Linked DNA regions of Hordeum vulgare: region 1 is linked to region 2. The links are chromatin contacts, called in public Hi-C maps. All regions are on one chromosome and are shown on one strand. Each heading gives the region's core, a stretch centred on a gene start, on an enhancer-like site or on the middle of the called end of the contact. The rest is flanking DNA. Distances are from core to core; before and after follow the strand shown. Region 1 holds the start of LOC123443992 (protein trichome birefringence-like 19). Region 2 holds the start of LOC123443990 (protein trichome birefringence-like 38).

The links. Hi-C and Micro-C count contacts between places; a contact is called where the count stands out from the background.
Region 1: a Hi-C map of seedling shows a contact between it and region 2, with 2.7 times the contacts expected there. The contact joins the promoter of LOC123443992 here to the promoter of LOC123443990 in region 2. A contact is called at or near these places in 2 of 6 Hi-C or Micro-C datasets (leaf and seedling) and 1 of 1 datasets of contacts at active chromatin or transcription factors (embryo).

The regions. Positions count from the first base shown.
Region 1 is chr3H:403,196,847-403,203,814 of MorexV3_pseudomolecules_assembly, reverse strand. It overlaps LOC123443992 (protein trichome birefringence-like 19), which reads left to right and starts at 3,786. Exons shown (of 2, transcript XM_045120582.1): 1 at 3,786-4,581; 2 at 4,678-5,659. The coding sequence starts at 4,135. The coding sequence ends at 5,448.
Region 2 is chr3H:402,716,791-402,724,213 of MorexV3_pseudomolecules_assembly, reverse strand. It overlaps LOC123443990 (protein trichome birefringence-like 38), which reads left to right and starts at 5,912. Exons shown (of 5, transcript XM_045120577.1): 1 at 5,912-6,499; 2 at 6,601-6,772. The coding sequence starts at 6,141.

The DNA of each region.
Region 1 (6,968 bases), core at 2,537-5,036, 480 kb before region 2:
TAGCAGTTCATCAAAAATTAGGCCTTGCATCAGATATAGGAGCTAACTACAACATTAACAAAATTCTAATGCAAGCAGGAAGAAGAAAGACATAGGTGATATAGGGATGATCAAGGGGGTTTGCTTGCCTTGTTGCTCTGCGGCAAAGGGCTGGTCGTCAGGGGCGTAGATGTACCCGGCAGCAGCGTCAGTCTCGGGGTCTACCGGAAAAGAAGTAGCGTAGGGGAAACACAATAAATAACAGCACAAACAAAAGCATCACAAAGCAAGACGTGGCTTAAAGGCAGCGCTAGGCATGAACTAACGCACCAACACATGTCGCACACGGGTCAGAAGAATATCTGACGATATTTTCCAGGTTTGTGGCTACTACGGGACAGATGAAAAATGATGGAAATGTTCCATGTTTGTCATGCTAGGGACGCGTGACAAACGAATGGACCGCGTATCCTGGTTCGTCTCGTTGTGCTGATTAACTTTCATGTTGAAAATATTTTGATCTGACTTACTGCTTATTTAATATTAATTTCTAAAGTTTTATTCAATTATTAGGAATTAAAAACAGATTTAATTAATTATTAAATACTATTATGACATCAACAAGATGTCATGCTCACATCAACAGTTGAATGGTCAAACTGACCAGTGGGTCCCATGTGTCATAGACACAATTTTTTAATTAGGTTTAATTTATTAATTAATCAGATTAATTTATTGGGGGACCTAGGTGTCATATTCTAATAGGATAATTTAGTTATCCTAATTAACATATTATCTAATTAATCATTTTACCCATAATCATTATTACTAATACTTAATTATCTAATTAATTACTTATTTATTTTATTAATAAAAAATATACATATTTTATATTTGTTTCTATTATTTATTTTTAACATTTTTATAGGGGAAGTTTCGTGGTCCCCTTGCTAGTGGGAGTGGGGGGTTGACCCCACATGGAAGTGAGCCAACGGTCTCACCACAACACAACACACACATATACATAATATATTTTCTTTCTTCTACATACATGCATGCATACACAATACATACACACATACATATATGATACATACATGATACGTACATACATAATACATACATACATGCATCTAATATATCCATTTTCTTTTGTGTTTTCTTTTTTCGTTCATTCATATCCTATCTCTCTGCTCAAACTCTCTCTCTCAACGGGCTTCCTCAAATGCCTGAGGTCTTCATGATCAAGCAAGTTGGATGCACATTCCACTTAACTTCAGCGAAGCTTTCATACACTTATAACTCTTGTGCATCGTTTGCATGTCAATCCCTACTCCTCGCATTGATATATATTGACGGCCATCTCCATAGCTCGTTGGTACGCCTAGTTAACGTGAGACTATCTTCTCCACTTTTATCCCTTTGAAACCTACCATCGTATTCTATTCCACCTTTATGCTATGTTCAATGGTTCACGCTCATCTATTGCGTGAAGAATAAAAAGTTGATGCACATTAAAAAAGTACAAATCCAATTGCGTGACTTGGACACCGTGGTGCTTGACATTTGTATTAATGTGGTGAAGATGGAGCCATGGCTTGCTAATATAATAAAGATGGATTATGGGGAAAACAATCTTTAAGGATCGTATAATTTGAAAAATTAATGATTTGCTACTTATACCTATAAGTATTGTTGTGTTAATGTTTATTAATTCATCGTTTCTCAATAAGCATACATGCATAAGGTTACATCATTGTTAGCATGTCACATCAAAATTTCTGTTTTTATCATTTACCTACTCGAGGATGAGCAGAAATTAAGCTTTGGTGATGCTTTATACGTCTTCAACGTATCTATAATTTTTCATTGTTCCATGTTGACATATTATCATTCTAGAATACTTGTGGGGTGTTTGTTTACCAATTTATGTTATATTTGAGCACTAACCTATTGAACTAGTGCGAGTAGTTGTTTTCTGGGTGTTTTTCACTTTTGAGATTTTCCATACTAAACGAAGTCCAATTGCCCCGAAACTTTTTGGTGGTTCCTCTCTCTTTGATCTTCAATACAATGATCTTCACATCTTTGCTTTGATCCATATGATGTAATTCCTTTTGTGCGTTGCGTTTGTTGGGATTCCATGAATTCTGGGTTTATGTTCAGATTATTCATGATAAATATTTGAGTCTTCTCTGCATGCTTATATGATTCTTATGTGCTTGATTATGATATCTTCGTAATTCTGTGTGATATATTGAAATAGTTTGGCCAAGTAGATCAATATTTCTTCGGTAAGAGAGGTGCGACGTAGTAGGTTCAACGTGACGAATTTCTATGTCCCAGTGACAGAAAGGGGCAAGATGCGTCTTTGTGTTGCTGCTATTAAGAATAAAATGATGTGGTTTATTCATATTGCTCGATTTACTTTGTCTACATCATGTCATTGTTATTCATGCATTACTCTGTTTTACTTAATACTCTAGATGCATGCTGGATAGCGGTCGATGAGTGGAGTAACAGTAATAGGTGCACGCAGGAGTAACCCTATCTGTTTGTGGATGTGATGCATATATACACATGATCATTGCCGCGAATATTGCATAACTCTCCGCTTTTCTGTCAATTGCCCAACAGTAACTTGTTTACACACCGTGTGCTATTTTTATGAGAGATGCCATTAGAGAAAGCTATGGCCCCGGGGTCTATGCACAACATATTGATAAAATCTTTATTACCTTATTGTCATTTACTTGTTTTTATTTTATATTGATATCTATAATTATCTACACCTCACTTGCTTGCAAATAACAAGACAAAGAGGGTTGACAACACTCTTGCCCGCGTTGAATGCAAGTTTTTTTTTGCAGTCGTTGAAGACGGTTGTGGTTGATATTTATGTTGGTTCGATAAACCTTGGTTTCATAACTGCGAAAAATACTTACCCACATTGTGTTGCGATAACCCGTTCCTCTTCACGGAAAACCAAAATCAGATCACGAGTATCACGGCCCTACGACATCGATCAGACTCGCAACGTCGGAAATCCATTGCGTCCGCACAGTCGGTTCATTAGTTTGGTGTCGCTGCCTCACCGAAAGCGTTGTGGTCCGTGTGACATCTGGACGATGTGACGGACGCGCAACCCCTTTGTTGGCACGTCAGCAGACGCAAACATGGCGTGTAGGCAGCGGGCGCATGAGGCAATGGAGGCCCTCGCGACGACGGATGTTAGAGAGTCGGAGTGAACGTATGGTGAACCAGTATGGGCGCCGCAACCGCGTCGTGGTGGACATCCGCTCCTCTCAGGAGGGATCCGTCATCGATCTCACTTCCGCCAACACCGTCCGGGTACGGGCTACAACGAAGAAAAGTAGAGCATGAAAGACGGTGAGAGGTCGACTCCCTCGACTCCCATGTCCTATTCTATCTCGCCGGCGATCGAACCGACACTACGAGGATCGCGACCAACCAACACGCATGAGCATGATGAAACCGGGCGAGTTCAGCTTATCAATACGTATTTGAGGTGTCTCGCAAAAAAAAATACGTATTTGAGGTATCTGATTATATAATGTATTATTTAAACCTTGTTGATTAGTTTTTGTGGACGAATACAGTTATAAATACTCTTCCATACAAATATATTTGGCTCAAACAAATAAATCGTGCGGTTGAAGTTGTTCTTGGTTTGTGCGGACGCGTGTGGGTGTCCGAGTTCGGCTATAGATAAATCTCGCATACGAGTACATTGCGAGCTGATTATTAAATATGGAAAAAGACAGACATGTTCCTCGGCGAGCCCACCTGTCAATATTGAAATGAACCGCGCACCTACTCTCTTCTCCTCCTCCGCGTCCACCGCCTTCAAGAAGCGGCACCTCTGCCTCACAGACAGGGTGCGCAAAGCAAGCACCGCCGGGCAAAGGCAAAAAAGAGCCATCCATCCATCCATCATCCCCTTCCTCGTGCGCTGCCTCTTCTTCTCCTTCGTGCAGTACCAAGCTAAGCTAGGCAGATATCCATGGTCTTTCCTCTTCTTGCTTGCCAATTGCTGCAAGCTGCTGTAAGTAGATAATAGGTGTACACGTAGTAGCTAGCTAAGAGCCTAAGACAGGCAGCGAGAGCGGGGGAGAAGGAGGGAGGGAGGGGGAGATGAAGCTCCATTTCTTGGTGAAGGTCCTGTTCGGGCCTGTGCCGGTCTACTTCTCGGCGCTGGCCATCCTCATCCTGCTGACCAACGCGCAGTACTTCGGTCTGACCGGCGTGAGCGTGCCGCGCGCCACCAAGCTGGCGTCGTCCGCGCCGGTGGTGAGCGTGATGAAGTACTGCGACATCTTCCGCGGCGAGTGGGTGCCCGACGCGGAGGCGCCCTACTACACCCACAAGACGTGCGGCATGATCCAGGAGCACCAGAACTGCCTCAAGTACGGCCGCCCCGACCTCGGCTTCCTCAAGTGGCGCTGGAGGCCTTCCGGCTGCGAGCTGCCGCGCTTCGACCCCGTCCAGTTCCTCCACTTCGTCCGCCACAAGTCCCTCGCCTTCGTCGGCGACTCCCTTGCCCGCAACCACATGCAGTCCCTCCTCTGCCTCCTCTCACAGGTACATTTTCATTCTCAAGAACATCCTTTGAGGCTGCCATGCCATGTTTTTTGCGCATTCGCCTGAGACCTGAGGAGTGTGACCTTCGAAGTGCAGGTGGCGTATCCCAAGGACGTCTCGGCGAACCCGACGGACCAGAACAAGGTGTACCACTACCGGGCGTACAACTTCACCATCAACATGTTCTGGTCGCCGTTCCTGGTGCGGGCGCGGGAGCCGGAGCAGGACGACCCGGCGCACACGGGGCACTACAGCCTCTACCTTGACGAGCCGGACGACAAGTGGGTGTCGCAGGTGCCGCGGTTCGACTACGTGCTTGTGTCGGCGGCCAACTGGTTCTCCCGCCCCTCCCTCTTCTACGAGAAGCGGCGGCTGATCGGGTGCAGCTTCTGCAGCCGGCAGTACGGCGTGCCGGACCTGACGCTCTACTACTCGCAGCGCAAGGCGTGGCGGGTGGCGCTGCAGGCCATCAACGCCCTGGACAAGGTGAAGGGGCGGGTGATCGTGCGGATGCTGTCGCCCATGTCGCACTTCGAGAACGGGACGTGGGACCAGGGCGGCAACTGCAGGCGCACGGAGCCGCTCCGGGGGAACCAGACGGTGGCCATGGAGGGACGGGACCTGCGCTTCTACACGGCGCAGATGGAGGAGTACCGCGCCGCGGAGAAGGCGGCGAGGGCAAAGGGGCTGAGGATGATGCTCATGGACGCCACCGCCGCCATGCTGATGCGGCCCGACGGACACCCCAGCCGGTACGGGCACTGGCCAAACGAGAAGGTGCAGCTCTACAACGACTGCATCCATTGGTGCCTCCCCGGTCCCATCGACATCTGGAACGACCTCTTCTTCCAGATGATACTCGTCTAGCCCAAGCCCACGCCCACGCCCACGCCCACGGTGACGGTGGCGGTGGGCAGTACTACACAGATCCAACAGAGGTCGTTCATGCTTGAAGGCAATTTTGATAACGAAGAAATGTTTCATCTCATCCCCCACACTCTCTCTCTCTCTCTCTCTCTCTCTCTTCCATTCCTTTGAATCTTTGATTGATGGGCGTGGTAGTAACTATTGACGCCAACTTTTTTGCGTCGGTCGTCATCGTCACGCGCGAAAAGAGTGAGCAAAAGAAGCTCTCCTCCTTTCCATTGAAAAAAAAAATACTACGAGGGGTCATCTTGTTCGATTGTGACGAAATTGCATGCACCTCGTATTGGATTCCATTCGCAAGCTACGGCTCCAAAGTAAAGGCGCGTAACTTCCCCGGGGCCGTGCGGTGCCTGAGTTCTGACCGTCTGCGTCTGCGTATGGATGGATCGCACTGATGGCGCCCGGGAAAGCAGAGGCGGTGCACTGCACGCTTGTCGGGGCAGGTGGGGAGCCCCTCTCTCTCTCTCTCTCTTTTCGGCGAATGAATTTGTTTGGGTTGGGTTGGTCGGTGTGCGCGTCTGGTCTGGGGCTGGGCTGACGCGCCCATAGGTTTCAAATTTTCGACCTGTGCTGAGTAGAGTAGAGTACGTTCCGGAACCTGGCCTGCTCCTGTATGGCTGGCAGCAAGTTACTGCTTCTAGTGCTGCTATAGGATAGTAGTAGGAGGACTCGAGGGCGGTGGCATTACGTTACGAAGATAGACGCGTGCATACGGCCGGTTCCGTTCATTCGGTTTCGGGGTAAAGGCGCGCGCACGACGGCCACTTGCTCACGATGCAACAGGGTGGGTGGCGCACGACTAGGGTAGCAGGTACTACCATGACAGCAGCCACGACTCTCCATCATAGGTGGGGTGCATCACCGTAACGGACATTTTGACTATCTTTTGTGGTGTTTTTTTATGAGCAGTGCTACTACAAATCATCCGGATAATGTTCTGTAAAAATCATCCACCTCATGAGCCGTCCAATAGACGCACGGGCACGGGCCGTTCGATCGTAAGGCTAAGCAGCACGTCTTCCTCTTCACTAGATATCCACGAGGTCCACCCCTGACCTTGTCTCTCATTCATCGCAACACCTCCATGGCCCCGGCGATGCTCCATCACAACATCGAACACCACGTTGTCAACAACATGATGCTCCATTGCAGCACCGACGATCGTATGCAGCACCGACAACTTCGGTGAAGTTTCAATGCAACTTCGACAGAGCGCAAACGCAGTACCGATGACTCTAGTGAAGCTTCAATGTAACTCCGGCAAAGGTCCATCGTAGCACCGACGACACCGATGAAGCTCCAATGCAATGTATGATCGGCGCCTCAATGCAACGCAGCGTGCAATGGCTATATCAGTGACTATTGCCATGTTTCTTTAAAAGTCCTAAGACTTTTTTAGTCCCAACCCGTTTTTTTCCAAATACTCCCTCCGTTCCTAAATATAAGTCTTTCTAGAGGTT
Region 2 (7,423 bases), core at 4,663-7,162:
GTGTCTTGCATGAGTAGGTAACTGAGGCTGCTATATTTAAGTATAGTCGTAACTTGCAATAGTTTTGAGGTATTGATTTGAGTAAAGTTTGGACTATTGGTGTCAAGACCTTGAGCCTATTAGTGATATGTGTCATATTTTTGAAAATCCTTGTGTATTTTCAAAAACTAAAAAAATAGTTGAGAACTCTAGCTACTAGATGAATCGCTAACCTCTGGAGGGGTTGGAATATATAGAGTACCCTCACGTTATCATGGGTCGAGGATGCGCAAGGATAACCAAACCCCCAAACACTCCTCCTCGGGGTACTTGTCTCTTTGTGAATCTCCTGACTAGATAGAGAGTTACCGATAATAAGTGCATGAGTTCTTCGGACTAATGCGAGTATTCGATTTTTGGCACTTCCACCATCCATATTTTGCTAGCCTCTTTGGTACCGTGCATTGCCCTTTCACATCTAGAGAGTTGGTGCAAACTTCGCCCATGCATCAAAACACTTGGTATGATACGCTCTGTCATCATAAGCCTCATTATATCTTTCCTGAAAACAGCCAATATACCTACCTATTAAGGCATTTCCATAGCCTTTCCGAGATACATTGTCATGCAACATCCACCACCTCATGGCTTGATCTTCATTTCATACATGCTTTTTCTTGATCGAGGAGCCGCATGCTAGTTGGGCCTTGCCCTTATTATTGCTACATGACGCGCTAGTTTCATTGCATATCCTGCTACAATGGCAGAGGCATACATTTGCATATATCATGCTAGTTTTCATTTGTCTTTATGTTGAGTACTTCTTATAAAGTGTGAAGATCTTCTTTGTATTCTTGTAAAACATAGAGTGTTGCCCTTAAGTGAGAAAAAGATCCCAAAGAGGACAAATTAAAAGATCCCAAAAGAGGAAACATGAAAAGATCCCGAAGAGGACAAATGAGAGATAAATAGAAAGAGACAAAGAGGCCACAAAAAATAAAAAAAGGAAATAAGAAAAAAAAAAAAGAAAAAAAGAGAGAAAGGGGCAACACTACTATTCCTTTTGAAAGATCCACACTTGTACTCCATTGTTATATTTGTACTACATAGAGATATCATTCATGCATAACTATGTGGGGACCCTTACACTATAGAACTTGGCTTGTATATTTCAATGATGAGCCTCCTCAAATGAGCTCTAGGTCTTCATGAACAAGAAAGTGGGACGCACCCCCACTAGTTCCATTGGAGAGCTTACCTTACCTCATATGTGCATCAGTTGCATGGCAATCTCTACTCCTCACATCATATCCATCATTTGGCTTTCTCTCGCCTCTAGTTGTCCTCACTGATGTGAGCCTTTCATACCTTTTTGTCTTCCTTCCCCATCATTATTCTCTTTGCCATCCTAAGTGCCAACATATCTTGCTTGCGCTCACCCATTGCATGAGTGCTCAAAGTCGAAATAGAGAGGATCATTTTGACTTGTGCCTGACTACTGGTCTGGGGATGAGTCAAAATAAGATTCCGAAGGAGACCAAGTGTGAAGTTTTAGTAGATTGAGTTCTCAATTAAACTTTATAATATATTTTATGCTCTAAACCCATCTCCCACTTCTTGCACGCAAACACCATTTGGAGACATTCGAGTCACGGACAGCGAGAGCTCTTGCACCTTTATGTTCTTACTTTGCTACTTTTAATACTAAATATAGACTCTTGCTCGTTATTGTCTTGACTTGAATTGCATATCTTACTTCCTTTAATTTGAAGTTCTTTTATGTGTGTTAGCATGTCACCAGAGAAATTATTTGTGTTATCATTTACATACTCGAGGACGAGCAGGAATTAAGCTTGGGGATGTTGATACGTCCCAAACGTATCTATAATTTATGTTTGTTCCATGCTCTTTTGGGTGAAATTGTTATATGTTTTGCTACACTTTCATACCTTTTTAAACATATTTGGACTAACCTAGTAACTCAGCGCACCTAGTGCTAGTTTCTGTCTGCTGATGTCTTTTTTGCAAGGACTTTTACCCCAATTTACACAGCCCCAAAAATTCCGAGAAAAATATATAAAAATCAGCGTGACGGAAGCTTCACAAGCACCAAAGGTGGGCCAGAGGGGAGGCAGGGCCTGCCCAGGAGGCCACCCTGCGCGGCCCCCCTCTTGGTCGCGCCACCAAGCCGCCTGGGTGGGGCCCACCCCCTCTGGTGCCCTCCTTGAGCCTATATTTACCTCTCCAATGGGAAATCCTGAGATAGGATCCAGAATCGTGAATTTCTCCACCGTTCCGTCGTCGCAGCGCTTCCGAGATAGGGAGCGCGAGAAGACCTCTTCCCGGCACCCTGCCGGAGGGAGGATTGACCTCCGGGAGCTTCTCCACCCATGGACGCTTCTCGGACGTGTCGTGAGTAGTCCTCCTTGGACCATGAGTCCATGACCAGTATCTATGTGATGTCTTGTGTCCAATCTTGTGCTTCAATGCTTAGCCCTTGTGAGCTACCCTACATGATCAAGGCATCTATGTAATTTATCTATTGTTGCTATGCTTGGTTTGCTGGGATCCGATGGATTATGAGATTATGTTCAGATTGTGATGAGTTATATATTTGGTTCTCCTTTTATATTACGTTCTTGAGTAATTCATGCATGTTCTATGTTGCTTTTTATTGCTTTGACCGAGTAGTAGATTGTAATTCAAGAGGGAGCGTTATGCATGATTGTGGGTTCATGCCCCCTGATGTATAGCTTGAGTGACAGAAACATGAGACTAGGGGATGTGATGTTGCCACCAGGGAGAAAACAACGGTACTTGTGAGCATGGTTGCAAGTATTGTTTACCTTACGCAAAGTTCTTTAATGCAGTTGTCCGTTGCTTTGAGTTGACACTTTGGGTGGGGCTCGCAACTTAATACCAGCGAGATGTTCTCGATAGATATCTCAAGGTGGATGATTAGAGAGTAGATGCTGATGGATAAACGGTCTATTTGTCTTGGCGTACTGCCCATTACTTTTGAGCCTCTAACTTTCTAGTAGCATGATTGGCATTGCGGTGCATTTATAATTTTGTCAATTGCCCACCTGTAATTTGTTTACCCAATATAGTTGTTTATCGTCTTTTGGGAGGGAGACATCACTAGTGAACATCATGTGACTCTGGTCCATATTACCACCATTGTTTACACCTCCATCATTTACTGCTTTTATTTACTTTTCCGTTGCTATCACTATCGCTATTCCCGCTTGTGTTTTGATCCTTTGCAAACTACAAAGTCAAAGAGATTGACAACCTCTCTGAACTCGTTGGGAGCAAAGTTATTTTTTGTGTGTGCAGGTCCACGTCTTGTGCTAGCGCCAGAGCAGCGAACACCTACTTGTTGATCCTTGGAGTCCTCCTGGTTCGATAAACCTTACAACCCCCGTGTAAGGGAAATTTGATGCTGACTACATCTCCACCTTCCACTTGGGGTAACCAACGAGGGGCGAGAAGTATATCCATCAACTCGTCATCACCATGCACCACGGGGGCCCCGGCTGGGACATAGGAAACACGCGAGGGGTAGCGAAGGACCTCATGAAGGGAGCAAGGACACACCAAGAGTAACAGGCATCCACTACTCAAAACAAAGGTATATTACAAAACGTCTGACGCCCTTTTCAGGGCAGCGTGATTCTTGATGGAAAGGGAAAGGGAAAGAAAAGCCTAGGCGGAAGGAAGAACCAGTGTGGTGGCGGCTCCTCCCCCCAAGGGTGGTGGTTTTATAGCCATGGCCACGGTCCCCGAGGCGTCGTGGGAAGTGGAGGCGACAAGCACTCCATCGTGCGCCACGTGCCATGACTGGCATGCGAACGTTACGGCTTGCATCGCCTCATTCCCCCGATCGATCGCTCCTTGTGTGTCGCGGGCCCACGGGCAGTCTTATGCAATAAGGTTGGCGCGAGTGGGTGGCGTCGGTCAAGAGAGCAATGATGGCAGACGTTGTGCGGAGGCTTTACATCAATTCACTCGGAGCGGTTCCCGAAGCATTGCGGGAAGGAAGAGTTCCACGACACGACGGGTGCCACGCGTCGAGCCGGGCCCGCAGGCGATTGGGGCCCACGTCGCTTCACCCTCACCAGGCGGAGTCGTGCACAACACGGTCTTGAGGGTACTCGGGCTCGTTGGCTTGCGGCCGCAGACGCGACGCAATTGGGCAAGCCTGGTTCGGCCCATCGGAAAGCTCGGCAAGGAAGACCCTCGCGAGGGGTCGCCCGCTGCAAGGGCGCGTCTCGATGCCACCCTTGAGGCTCTCTTGAGGTGGGCTTGTCGAGGGCGACATGGCAGGGCCCCACGGTCCTGCGCCTCACCGTGGGTGATGCAGGTTGCGCAGGCGACGCAGTAGTCGGTGCCAGCGGGCGCGGACAGAGAAGCTTTCCCCTTTGGTGTTAAGGGAGCCAAGCTAGTTGCGGGTTCCCAAAGCAACCCCAAAGGTTTCCCGATCTGTGCAAGTGAGCTAAGCTGGGGGCTCGGCAGGACGGAGGTCACCCCCGAGCCCGCCAACGCATGATGGAGAAGGGCTTTTGCAGGTGAAGACCACCTTTGTTAGGGAGGGCCGCAGTCTTGTCCCCTTTCAAAATGGTTGTTGTGGCTACCCTCCCTACCAATTGTGTTTTCGGGGAAGAGGACCAAGGCGAGCATAAGAGAGAGGCCCGGCCTCCATGGGAGGGGATCAGCCCCCCACTATCTCAACTAGGGTAAGAATCTGCCTTTGTACTCGTCTTCCACCTCAACAAATCTATACTAGCAGGAGTAAGGTTTTACACCACAAGGTGGCCCGAATCTGGGTAAACTGTCGTGCAACCGAGTTCGCTTCCCTTAGCTAGAGCCACCGGAGGGTCGCCGTGAAGTTGAGAGGAAGAATAGGGTAGGAAGGCGAGCGCACCCCAGAGTTCGAACCTTTTTCTTGGGTCTGCGGAGCCCCGATTCCGACAGCCGACGGCTGCACATTCACTTCACGGATCTTATCACCGTCGCTCATAGAGACGACTGATGAAGAACGTCATCGCGAGAAGGAAACAACAAGGACTTGGATGATTGATGTCGTCATAGTCCAGGTTTAGGTCCGACCTCCTTTTTTCTAAATGAAAATTGTCCGGAATGTGATGAATGTACTCAAGTTTGCATGAATATTCGGTTTGCATGAGTTTCATCCACGCTATCCACATTGCCCTAGGGCTGGCTGGTAGGGCGTGTGGAGCCCCTACTTGTGCACAAGCCGCCGCTTGCAACGCACAATCGAACACGGAGGAGGCATTGGCTGCGCACGCTATCGCAGAAGAGAACGCCAGCTACGTGTCCTACACATTGTTTGGTCGTGTCGGTGAGAGCCGACAACGGGGAGGGGGGGATTCTTTTCCATCATGGACCCCACGTCCACCGGCGATGGATAGGTCGCAGACTCTGTCGAGAATGAGTAGGGCATGGGAGGCGACATGGCCTTTTGTCCTATATGGGCTCGTCCATATTCCATATTGTACTCTTCCTCGTGGACGGCGGCACTTTCACTTCACGAGCCTTATCGATGTCCCTCAGAGAGACAACCGATGAAGAATGTCGCCGTCAGAAGGAAACAAAAAGGACTTGGATGATTGACGCCCTCGTAATCCAGGTTTAGGTCCGACATTCTCTTTTTTAAATGAAAATTGTCCGGAATGTAATGAATGTATTTCGGTTTGTATAAATATTCGGTTTGCATGAATTTCATTCAGTCTATTCAAACTTAGCTTAAATTGTACGCGGATAACATTAAATTGTATGCAGATAACATTGAATGACCGACTTTTGGATGCGTATCCGGACGAACGAACATGATGTCTGGTTTGCTGGTAGCGTTCGAGAGACAGTGATTTGGGCCAATGCCCGCCCGGTCCGGTACCACCATGTCTGATTGGCAGAGCATCGTCAGGCCGATGAGAGAAGTTGGTTCCGTCGGTGCAACCCCCACCCGCAAGCGAGAGAGAGCAAGAATCTAGCCCGAGACATTGCCCGGAAAAGCTGACCGGATAAAAGGCGTAAATCTCGTCCCACACCTTATAAAGCTCACTGTCACTGACTGGTTAGCTAGCTCACTCTGCCCCGCCGTCCTCAACTCCTCACTCCATAGCGACGAGCGAGCAATGGCCCCCGAGCGGCCGGGGCACAAGCTATGCCTCTTCCTCCTCGCGGCCTTGGCGTGCTCGCTGCACGCAGGCGCCGCCGCGGAGAGCACGTCCACCCTGGCAATCCGGCACAAGCTGCCGTCGAAGCCGAGGCACGGCAACACGAGGCAGCAGCACCGACCGGGTCCGCGCGCGAACGGCGGGATGGCGTCGTGCAACATGTTCCAGGGCAGCTGGACGTACGACGACGCGCTGGCGGTGTACGACGCGGCGAGCTGCCCCTTCGTGGAGCCGGAGTTCGACTGCCAGAAGTACGGCCGCCCCGACAAGCTCTACCTCAAGTACCGGTGGCGCCCCGCCTCCTGCGAGCTCCCGAGGTATGTATGCATGCACGCACGCACGCACGCGATGCCGCGATTCAATGGAAGGTCGCTGACGAGACGGCGCATCGCTCATGGCTGGCCGCGCTGCGCACCAGGTTCGACGGGCGAGACTTGCTGAGCAGATGGAAGGGGAAGAAGATACTGTTCGTGGGGGACTCCATCAGCCTGAACCAGTGGGAGTCGCTGGTGTGCATGCTGCACGCGGCCGCGCCGGCCTCCAGGACCAGCTACAGCAGGGGCAACCCCGTGTCCACCGTCACGTTCCAGGTCCGTGCCGTCCCTGTACATTCCAGCTCAGATTTGGTGTCAGTCACTAGCGATTCCTCCCTTCTAGTCTTGTACCGCATCAGCACGCGGAAGAAAGTACTGTAGCACACACGACATTCTGGTTAGGTTAGGTTCTACTAGTAGTAGTGATAACTTGTGAAAGCATGAATCGGCCAAACTGTTTTGTTGACACTAGTAGGAGTAGTTCCCTAACGACGAGTGGTTGATAGATTATGCACAGCCGCACGCACTTTCGAAAAGGGACGTGCTTTGTGATGGCCTTTTGGTGCCCCAGCCGCTGGCTTCGGGGCACCACCGGCGGAACAGCGTGTTTGTGTCCTCTCCCAAGCCAAGACCCAAGGGATGGAAGTAGAAAGTAGCTCCCCGCCGTCCGCGTAGCCAAACCCACAAAGCTCTCGTGGGGGGTGTTGGGGCGGGGGTTGTGGGTGTGGGAACCAGGCGCCATGGGCGACAGCGCAGAGGGGCACCACTTGTCCCTATCCGCCACCATCTCGCGTTCCACTTCTTTCTTTGGTGTTTTGCTGATTGGTAGCATCGTCCCGTGATCCACTGAAACAAACCAGGGTCAAACTCTTTGCTCCTCCAGATGCAAGACAATCTTCTTTTTTCTATAGACCCCAGATTCCATTT